Regions from separate parts of the Mus musculus genome. Here regions 1 and 2 are each linked to region 3. A link is a contact called in public Hi-C and promoter capture Hi-C data. All regions are on one chromosome and are shown on one strand. Each heading gives the region's core, a stretch centred on a gene start, on an enhancer-like site or on the middle of the called end of the contact. The rest is flanking DNA. Distances are from core to core; before and after follow the strand shown. Region 1 holds the start of Abcc2 (ATP-binding cassette, sub-family C (CFTR/MRP), member 2). Region 2 overlaps Abcc2 (ATP-binding cassette, sub-family C (CFTR/MRP), member 2). Region 3 overlaps Dnmbp (dynamin binding protein).

Region 1 (3,447 bases), core at 322-2,821, 110 kb before region 3:
ACTGGTTTTTTTCTGGCTTAGGACTGTGACAAATGTAGCAAATCCCTCAGTTTAGAAAAATAAATATGTTTCTATTTTTTTATGTTATATTTCGCTAGCAGAAAGTGAAAATGTGATGCGCTGAATATCTTCAGATCTCCTTTTAATTAGAACATCCTGAGTGAAGACATGCCTGCTGACATGGCAAACATCACAGACTGAAGGATTATGTTTTTTTGCAACTGGTTTTGCAATCAACACAAACACAAGTTTAATTCTGAAGCTGAATAGCAAAACTCATTTATAATGTCTTATTTGAATAAACAAGAATATAAGTCAGGTGTGGTGGTGCTCAGAAGACACAGGCAGGCAGATCTCCGTGAGTTCCAGCCCAGCCTGACCTACAAAATGAGTTCCAGGGTTCCACATTGAGATTGTGTCCCCAAAAGAAAACAAAACAAAACCAAAAAAAAAAAAAAAACCCAAGATAAGTAAAGAATATATGAATTGTTTCTATTACCAACAAAACAGCATGTCTTAACTGGAGGGAGAGAGGCTATGCGCAATTGGCATAAAATTTCAGTTTTGCAAGATAAAAAGTTCTAGAAATTGGTTAACAATATAAGTCCACTTAGCACTGCTGAATTATATACTTAGAACTCATCAAGATGATATATTTTATGTTATGCACCTTTAAATGCTACTACACAAATAATACTTGATAATTATGGAAAAACAAAGATACAATAGAAAATAAAAAGAGCCAGGCGGTGGTGGCACACGCCTTTCCCAGCACTCGGGAGGCAGAGGCAGGCAGATTTCTGAGTTCGAGGCCAGCCTGGTCTACAGAGTGAGTTCCAGGACAGCCAGGGCTATACAGAGAAACCCTGTCTTGAAAAAAACAAACAAACAAACAAACAAACAAACAAAAAGCAACAACCAAAAAAAAAAACCCTACCTAATCCTGCCAATAAGACTAACATTTTATTGCTCAAATTATGTTCATTGATCCACAATGCTTTCGCTCTTTGATATAACTTGACTTTTTCAAACAAAGTTTATATTACTTTAAACCGTGTTTTATGTTTATCATAAGTTCTTAATCAAAAAACTCAGAGGAGCCAGGCATGGTGATGCATGCCTTTAATCCCAGGACTTGGGTGGATATCTGTGAGTTTGAGGCCACCATGGTCTATAGAGTGAGATCCAGGACAGCGAGTGCCACACAGAGAAACCTGGTCTCAAACCAGACAAAACAACAATCAGAGGTATGGGTATTTAACATCTCTGTGAACTCTTAACCGAGTTCAAACTGAAGTAAAACCCCACATGCAGGGATGCATAGGTTGTGTACTGGACTTCCGACCTGCCAACTGCATTAATGTCTCTGATTGGTTCTTTCTAGATTTGGTCACACTACAGGGGCAGGGCTTTGGAGAAGTGATAAGCCTCCCAGTATCTGGTGATTCCCAGTCACATGTCTGCTCACTGGGATGACATAGCATTCATCTAGCAAAGTTAACTATTAAGTTGTCAGGATGAAAGGTCAGGAGACTTGCCTTTAATTGGGCAGTGAGGATGGGAAAAGCACATTGCTCCTTAACATCTGCTTCCCTTGAGGCAGATGGTAAAGAAGAAACAAGACAATCATAGAAAGTCATCGTAACAGAAGTGCCCTGGAAATCACGATGGACGAATTCTGCAACTCTACTTTTTGGGTGAGAAATTACATTGATTCTCATGGTTTCCTCTTCTCAAACTCAGGCAAGCATGGCTATCGGTATGAACCGGTAAATTTAGAGGTTTATTTGGCCTAAAGTTCTGTTTTTTAAGAAAAAGAAATTTTAATTTAGCCACATGATTATAACACGTGGGAAAGGCATTCCTTTTTTTTTTTTTTTTTCTTTAGCATTTTCTTAGTGCACTGCAGATGATTTTCTCGGACTAGCTGCAGAAGAGCCTCTTATCAGAGAAATAAAGAAAAATGCACTTTCTTCAGTCCTAGGAAGGGAATTGTTGTAGGGTAGGAGGAAAAGAGAAGGCAAATGTCTGAGCTTTTGGGTGATGTACTGATGTAATTAGTGAAATTCCATAATGTTGAGAGGAGCAGGGAAGACATTAGATAGTCCTTAATGTGTTAGGAAGAACTTAAGCCCCCAAGCCTTCATGGCCAAGACATGAAAACTATTAAAAGGTAGCTAATCATCTCTTGAGAATCCCCTTTGAAGGTCAGGTATGGTGGGCATGATGGCACACACCTTTAATCCCAACACTTGGGAGACAGAAGCAGACAGGTCCCTGTGTGTTTAAGACCAACTTGGTCTACCAGGCAAATTCTAGGACAACCAAGGCTGTTACACACACAGAGAGAGAGAGAGAGAGAGAGAGAGAGAGAGAGAGAGAGAGAAGAGAGAAGAGAGAGAGAGAGAGGAGAGAGAAGAAGAAGAAGAAGAAGAAGAAGAAGAAGAAGAAGAAGAAGAAGAAGAAGAAGAAGAAGAAGAAGAAGAAACAGAGACAAACAGAGACAAACAGAGACAGAGAGGGAGACAGACACAGAGAGAGACAGACAGACAGAGACACAGAGACAGAAACAGAGAGGGACAGAGACAAAGAGACAAACAGAGAGGGAGAGAGAGACAGACAGAGACACAGAGAGACAAAGAGAGAGACAGAGACATACAGAGATAGAGACAGAGAGATACAGACAGAGAGACACACACAGAGAGAAAATTTCTTTTTAGAATTCTACAAATCATCTTGTCTGATACTTTGACCTTTCCTTTAGAGCACCAGTACCCACAGATCTGTTTAAAAGTATCTATGGAAAAAGAAAATCTACCTTTGTCTGATCCTGATACAGGAACTGCTACGTCCACACAACTCCGTCTCCAAGGACTCTTTATTACATGAAACTCTTGTTTAAAACATGTTTTTTGCCCAACAGTGCATTGTTATCTTGACACTGAAATGTACCAGGTCCTCTTGCTTTTGATATGAGCCTTCTCAGCCATAGTAGGCTAAAGTCATAGCATGTCTAACCATTCTGTCTGGTGTCTGCAGGTTAGAATATCTACCAGTGTGTTCAAATAGTGCTAGAAACCACGTAGCGTGCTCTTAGACCTGGGAAACTACTTTCCCCTTTGGAGAGAGGAATACTCTTTCTTCTTTCCATAATTTGGAAAATATTTTAGTAATTTTTATGCAGACTAGTCAGTGTAGACATTCACTTAAAATCACATGAAGATACGTTTTGAGAGGAGGAAAGCCACTACATGTCATTAAATGGTGACTGTGTTTTAGTGTATTAATGATGAGCCTGGAAATACACATAGTTATAAAGTAAAGCTTGTTATTGTTATAAATGTGGAGTTGAATTCAAGTTGATTGAAAGCATTTGGAGAATGTTGGGAGAATGGGATGTCTTTTAAAAGTATGTACCCACCAGTCTTTCCCTTTTGGTCCTCCAGA
Region 2 (3,527 bases), core at 2-2,501, 81 kb before region 3:
GGCAAAGTCATGGCTAATGACAAAGTCAAAAATCCTTTCTTCCCCTTAGTTTTATTTCCATAAGGGCAACTCTTTATTAAGTGATGTTTTATTTATTTGAATTTTTCATATAATAGAACTTGAGTATATTTTCCCCTCCCCCAACTCCTTCCAGATTCTCTCCCATCTCCCTTCCCACCCAGTTTCATGAAAAACCAAATCAAACCAAAGCAACTACACAAAACATGGAGTCCGATTTGTGTTGGCTATGTTACCAAATTTTCTTATTCCTCACTGTTTTCTGTGACCTTCTCTAGGCCAGCGTCTCTGTAGACCGGCTGGAGCAGTACCTGGGAAGCGATGATCTGGACTTGTCTGCCATTCGCCATGTCTGCCATTTTGGTAAACAAATTTGGAAGTTATTTCCACAAATTATTCACAGTGCTAGAAGCAGACTACTTATAGGCAGGGCTTAAGCACAGCAACCAATGAAAAGGAAGAGCTAGGAGATCCATTCTGAATTGATTTGTCTTGTATAATAAACAGTACAAACTATGTTCTCACTTAAAGATAAGTACTTAGCCAGATTTCTAAGCAAAACAGCTATTTGGAGATAAGCAGGGAGTCCTGCAAGGGACCCAGGAAACAGAACTCAGACTAGAGCCAAGTGTGGGGATGGGGAAGGTAACTTGGGATAACAGAACATGAGGGTTCTGAATTGTAAGGCATCCATTGCCAGAGCAGTGGCCCTGGAGTCCAAAACACGGAGGGCTCAAATAAGGATATAGAACTCACGTGGAAGATTAGGTAACAGAGGGCTGGGGGAAGGGTGGGGGTGGAGATGTGGGGGTATTGGGGCTGGGGTTGGGATGGCCAGGGCATCTAGAGGTCCAAAGAATTTGAGTTTCCAAGTTTAGGTTCATTGCCTCCTGCTAGTATAATAAGCTCAGCACCTAACAGAGGTGATTGCGGGGGCTGATAGATGAATCAGAGACACATGGGCTAAGGAAAGACGGACAGTCACTCCAGTACCGGCATGTCACTAAAAGAGAAGGCTTTTCCCCTCCTCTCAATAGATAAAGCTGTGCAGTTCTCAGAAGCCTCTTTTACTTGGGACCGGGACTTGGAAGCCACAATCCAAGAGTGAGTTCGATCCCCTTGCTTTCCAGCTCTTCCTCAGGATCCTACCCTGTTCTCAGAAGACTCTATTCAGTGGAACACCAGAAAAGACTGTATGTTGTACTCACCTGGATACTAGTTTAGGCTCTGCCCTGGAGGGGTGAGCCGAGAGTAAAGGTCCCTCGCCTTTCCCCATGACTCTGTCTTCTATCGGCTTTCGTACACGTGTCTTCAGTTAAAAAAAAAAAAAAATCCATGAAGACCTTTGTTCCTCCAGATACTAGGTGGAGAAAGTGCACGCACTTCGTGAACTTTAGAATCTGGCTTTTCTCCCCAGTCTAGGCAATGGGAACCATTGCTGTAGATGTCAGACGTGGGTGTGGCTGTACACACCTGCCGTCTCTGAAGCCAGGAGGCTCATGCAAAGGGATCCTTACTTTGAGTCCCGTCTGGGCTAAGCTACTGTAGACTACTCCTGTTCACTACTATAACCAACTCATTCTTGCGTGCTGTTGTATATAGAGAACCAGTTAAGCCCACCCCATTTTGGACTCCAGAACCACCATTCACTCCAGCTATGGGTGCCTTCCAATTCAGAAACTGTGTGTTGTTTCGTCCCAAGTAACGAACTCCATGACTTCCTACCCTCTCTCCTATTCCTGTAGCCTTCGAGTGCACTCTAGGGTCAGCACCAGGGTCAGTCAGAGCAAAAGGCACTGCTCTAGCCCTCCCAGCCAAAAGCTTTCCTTTGTAGAGAGGAAACCAGACACAGTTCCCACTTCACTGCTGCCGTCCAGAGCAGGTTGGGAAAGACTATGTGACAGCTTTCCGATGTTCCAAGTGCATTCTGAACTCAAATAGTTAAGCAGGCACAAAGAGTCCCTGGGATTCTAACTCAGTGTCCCCAGCCACACCTGTCCCCAGCCACAGAGGTCTGATCTTCAGGGTTAGGGTTAGGGAAGGGAATTTGCTTTCAGCAAGATCATAGAACAAATACATTTGAGAAGCATTAAATAACGAGTTTAGTGTAGAAGCAAAAATCCAACTTTGCTACTTTAAAAGCAAAACCTTGGTCCAAAGAAAGTGACCTGTCAGAACTGCCCGACCCCACAGTATCGGAGTCGAGACCTGAACCAAATCAGGTGTCGAGGCTCCTGAGAGGATGCCGTTCAAATGTTCAAATGAGAACTTTTCCCCTCTAGGGAAACATGTACAGTTGCAATTGCCCCTTGAGTAGGAACTTCTTTGATGAGTCTGATAAAAGGAACGCATCCTTCAGTGTCTTGGAACTTAGCAATAATAAAGATGCACTTGAGGGTCTCATACACTCACGGCGAAGTCTCTAGTCTTGATGGGAAAGTTATCTAAAATGAGATTTCATAAAGAGTCAGAGAAATGCCTTGAACGACTGCCCCCCACCCACCCACATCCTTCAAAAACATTTCTCTCTTTCAGTGTGAACCTGGACATAAAACCAGGCCAACTGGTGGCTGTGGTGGGCACTGTAGGCTCTGGGAAGTCCTCTTTGATATCAGCCATGCTGGGAGAAATGGAGAATGTCCATGGGCATATCACCATCAAGGTGAGTGGAAGTGTAATGGAGAAAACTCGCGACCCCAAACGCAGGCCTTAGTGCGGTTTCCTTATTTGGCTCTTAGAGACATCTGATTCGACTGTGAACTGTAGATGTTCTGCCTCACTCCAGTCTTATACAATCAGACTCTGGGGAAAGAACCTAAGGCTCTGAAGTTTTAATGAGCTGTCAAGGTGATTCGTACACGCATACCAGGTTATTTAAACCGTTGACTAGAGATGGCTTCCTTCACAGTATAGGCATTTCTGTTGTAGATGTGTGTGTGTCTGAAAACCTCACATCTACAAAATTATGCAATAAAAGTAAAAGGACCAGGGGCTGGAGAGATGGCTCGGCAGCTAAGAACACTGACTGCTCTTTCAGAGGTCCTGAGTTCAAATCCCAGCAACCACATGGTGGCTCACAACCATCTGTAATGGGATCTGATGCCTTCTTTTAGTGTGTCTGAAGAGAGCAATCATATACTCATATACATAAAATAAATAAATAAATCTTTTAAAAAAATCTTGAAACAACAACAACAAAAAAATCTTTACTTTGTAATCAGAGTCCCAATAATAAGCAACAATAAAATCAGTAATGACAGTAAAGTCAACACTGGCACATTTGCACCTAACGTCATAACTAGTCCTGAGTCTCTCATCCTCCCAGTGACTGTAACTGAACTCAAATCCTTGTAGAGACAAGACAAATGCTCTCCCTCTGAGCTATAGCCCAATTGTCTCTTTGCTTTAACACCTCCCCCCACCCCGTGTGTGTGTGTGTGTGTGTGTGTGTGTGTGTGTGTGTGTGTACTTGTGCCACAGTGTCCATGTCAAGGTCAGAAGCTAACCTC
Region 3 (3,683 bases), core at 1,097-3,596:
CCTTCAGGAGTCAGCTGGTCCATCTACAAGATGGCCTCCGTGACTCCTCGGAATCTTCCAGCTCTGGCAGCCCTCAGTTCTACTTTTCCCTCACAACTTCCTAGATGGGTTCTTAAAAACCCTGGGTGCCTTCCTTTGCTGGCTTGTGATACATACACACCAGGCAAGCACGCAGTTACTAATCTGGATCTCCAGTCTTCCCTTTGATTTTGTTGTTGTTGCTTGAGACAGACATCTGTATAGCTCTGACAGTCTTGGAACTCGATGAGTAGACCAGGCTGGCCTCAAACTCCCGGAGTCCTCTCTCTACCTCCTGAGGTTAAAGGTGTGCAGCATCACGCTGCCTCCTCTCGTTTTGAGAAAGGGGCTCACTAAGGTGCATAGGCTGGTGTTGAACTCACTCTGTGGCCCATACAGTCTTTGAATTTATAAGCCTCCTTCCTCACCCTATTGAGTAAGTTCAGTTTTCAGGCCTGTGACACCATGCTTGGGTTTTGCCCATTATGGGATTCTCTTTAGTTCATCAAAACTTCTGGTCTCCCCCTGAGATTCAGCCCATACGTTTCCTTCTCATGAATCTTTCCATCAGCAGCAGTGACAGTCCCAGCCATTCTGACTTCAGTGTGTGTGTGTGCCTATGTGCATGTGCATATGTGTGTGTGCCTCGGTATATGTGTGTATGCACATGTATATGTTGTGTGCCTGTGTACATGTGCATATATGTGTGTGCCTGGGTGCATGTGTGTATGTACATGTATAAGTTGTATACCTGTGTGCATGTGTATATGTTGTGTGCCTGTGTGCACATGTATATGTTGTATGCCTGTGTGCATGTGCATATGTGTGTATGCCTGTGTGCATGTGTATATATGTGTGTGCCTGGGTACATGTGTGTATGTGTGCAATTGAGTGAACATGAACATGCATGTACAAGCTATGGTGCTAGAAGTCAAAAAAGAAGTCGAGTTTGACTTTCACTATCCTTCAATGTAAGCAAGCAGTTATTATTATTTTTACCACACATAAAGCAATAATCCAGTTGGATATGGTGAGGAATGGCTCTAATTCCAGCACTTGGCAGGCAGATTGGAGTTCAAAGTCATCCTGGCTAAACAGCAAGTTCAAAGCCAGTGTGAGCTCCATGAGACTCTGGGTGCTGGAATAACTTGGCTATGATCGCATACACTGCTACATGAAGCCAGGTCTGCTTGACATCATGCACCGGATAAAACCAGTCACACCTAACATGGACATTTTACCACATTACCATTCTCCCATGGTGCAGTTCAGCAACGAATGCTCTCCTGCCTACACTGCCACACCCTCATCTCCAGTCTTGACTTACATGACCTCCCCACACAAGGCAGCTGCTCCCCCTGACCCCCCAGTACACCGCCATCCAGATCCCCACAGGAGCACACAGGACTGCTGTGCTAACCGAGTCAGCAATCTCTAAAGTTGAGACAGCGATTTGCTCACCAAACCGGTAACACTATTTACCAGGACAACTTTATGCAAAACAACGGCAACATCTATAGAGAACTCACCAGACAACGAAGCTGTTTTTATTTTTATTTTTGAGGCAGGGTCTCGCTATGTAGACCAGGCTAGTCTGAAATCTTTCCGCCTCTGTCTCTTGAGTCCTGGGATTAAAGGAATTTGCCACTACATCTGGCTATTTGCCTGCCTGCCAGCCTGCCTCTCCTCTCCTCTCCTCTCCTCTCCTCTCCTCTCCTCTCCTCTCCTCTCCTCTCCTCTCCTCTCCTCTCCTCTCTTCTCTTCTCTTCTCTTCTCTTCTCTTCTCTTTTCTCTCTCTCTCTCTCTCTCTCTCTCTCTCTCTCTCTCTCTGATTTACTTTATTTTTAAGATCCTGTATACCCGTGTGTCTCTGTTGAGCATGTGTCCTTGAGTGTAGACACCCATGCTCTCCAGCCATCATGTAGCTGCTAAAAACAGACCTTGGATCCCCTTCCAGAGCAACCCGTGTTAACTGCTAAGACATCTCCACGGCCCCAGCGGTTACTTTCTTATGTGTGAAATGAGGACATTGATGGTCTCTCTGCTTCTAAGTCTAAAATCCAATGATCTTGCTTATTTCTAATCCAACTAAAAACAAAGGTTAATTTCCTTTTCAGAAAGACACACACCTTTTATCCCAGCACTGGGGAGTTTGTGGCAGCCTGGTCTACACAGCAAGTTTTAGGCCAGCCAGGGATACATAGGGAGACTCAGAGTTAAGAACAAAGCAAAACAATAAAAAGATTAATCACTCTAGTTGGGCACTGTGCTATCCCGCTGTACTAACTGCAGCAGGTGATGCTGGGAGGAGGGTGGATCCTGAAACTTGAGACCTGCTAGAGCTACGTGTGAGATACTATTTAAAAATGGGGAGAGGCGGGGGCTAGCTCAGCAGGGAAAGGCGGCTGCCAACCAATCTGTTAACTGAATTCAACCCGGCAAGGCTGAAGTCGAGAACTGACTCGGGAAAGTTGTCCCCTGACCTCCACCCACATGCCAGGGCACACATACATGAACATAATTTTTAAATTTCAGAAGAGGGGGTGGGAGGCTGGTAAGCTAGCTTAGGTGCTTGCTGCCAAGCCCGATAACCTGGGCTCAGTCTCCCAAACCCACAAAGGTAGAAAGAGAAAACAACGTCGGCAATTTGTCCTTGACCTCTGGCCTCTACACACACACACACACACACACACACACACACACAGAGAGAGAGAGAGAGAGAGAGAGAGGAGAGAGAGAGAGAGAGAGAGAGAGAGAGAGAGAGAGAGAGAGAGAGAGAGAGAGAGAGACAGCACCAGCAGTGTGGTTCCGACTTATTCAACACAGCTGCCTGTAGTAGGTTGGGCTGGACAGGGCACCCTCAGGGAGTCCATAATCTCTGAAGTACCTGGGTCTTACTGAAATTTCCCACCCTTTGCCTGACCCTGAACATGAGGAAATAAAGTGTGTGCAAAGTCACCCTACAAACTGCGAAGAACTGTGACTCACCGATCAATCATAATCAAATAAACAATCCTAAGTTCCATGAACCCATCAGCCCTGGAAGGAAGAACTCGCTACTCTTCTGAACGGACAGACTGTTCATAGGCTCAGACTATGTTTGCTGCTTTGTACCAGGATAAAACCCGGTTGACTTAGCCGAGGTCATTTGTTCTGAGCCAACACCCTGGGGCAGATGCCACGTGGGTGAAGGGTACTTACTCTCTTCCTGTGCACCGACGAGAAAAAGGGAAAGATTATTACTGTCTTAAATTCTTTTACTCCTTGGTGGGGATGATACCAGGATTGAATGAAGGGCCTTGAAGCACCTAAGGAAACATTCTTCCCCTGGGGGACACCCTGGCTCTACACAAACGTTCATCATCTTAAACCAAAAAAAAGGGGGGGGGGCTGGAGAGATGGCTCAGTGGTTAAAAGCACCGATTGCTCTTCCGAAGGTCCTGAGTTCAAATCCCAGCAACCACATGATGGCTCGCAACCATCCGTAATGAGATCTGACGCCCTCTTCTGGTGTATCTAAAAGACAGCTACAGTGTACTTAGATATAATAATAAATAAATCTTTTTTTTTTAAAAGCAAAAATATTTTTTAAAAAGTACAAATTAGTTTGACTTATTTATTTATTTATTCATTATTTATTTATTTATTTATTTATTTATTTATTT

The links. A called contact is a pair of places that touch in the nucleus more often than the background predicts. Capture Hi-C pulls out chosen DNA fragments and counts their contacts.
Region 1: a Hi-C map of liver shows a contact between it and region 3, with 2.1 times the contacts expected there. The contact joins the promoter of Abcc2 here to the enhancer-like site in region 3. A contact is called at or near these places in 1 of 484 Hi-C or Micro-C datasets (liver), 4 of 115 datasets of contacts at active chromatin or transcription factors (bone marrow-derived macrophages, embryonic stem cells, extraembryonic endoderm stem cells and 1 more) and 3 of 9 other capture datasets (adipose tissue, liver and pancreatic islet).
Region 2: a promoter capture Hi-C map of liver shows a contact between it and region 3. The contact joins two enhancer-like sites. A contact is called at or near these places in 1 of 15 datasets of contacts at CTCF or cohesin (the NIH/3T3 cell line), 2 of 484 Hi-C or Micro-C datasets (embryonic stem cells and liver), 3 of 115 datasets of contacts at active chromatin or transcription factors (embryonic stem cells and intestinal villus epithelium) and 3 of 9 other capture datasets (adipose tissue, liver and pancreatic islet).

The regions. Positions count from the first base shown.
Region 1 is chr19:43,780,737-43,784,183 of GRCm38.p6, forward strand. Abcc2 (ATP-binding cassette, sub-family C (CFTR/MRP), member 2) reads left to right here and starts at 1,572. Exons shown (of 32, transcript NM_013806.2): 1 at 1,572-1,697; 2 at 3,447. The coding sequence starts at 1,668.
Region 2 is chr19:43,812,135-43,815,661 of GRCm38.p6, forward strand. It overlaps Abcc2 (ATP-binding cassette, sub-family C (CFTR/MRP), member 2), which reads left to right. Exons shown (of 32, transcript NM_013806.2): 14 at 297-381; 15 at 1,056-1,122; 16 at 2,554-2,680. Among named protein-coding and RNA genes, the nearest start is that of Gm10768, 25 kb to the right of the region's middle. Within about 2 kb of position 1,252, at least 13 of the 459 cell types and tissues checked have an H3K27ac peak or open chromatin away from gene starts, as enhancers often do. A contact at or near this core is called in intestinal villus epithelium and liver, where this site is marked.
Region 3 is chr19:43,891,920-43,895,602 of GRCm38.p6, forward strand. All of the region lies in intron 4 of Dnmbp (dynamin binding protein), which reads right to left. Among named protein-coding and RNA genes, the nearest start is that of Gm50217, 27 kb to the right of the region's middle. Within about 2 kb of position 2,347, at least 63 of the 459 cell types and tissues checked have an H3K27ac peak or open chromatin away from gene starts, as enhancers often do. A contact at or near this core is called in embryonic stem cells, intestinal villus epithelium, liver and 2 more, where this site is marked.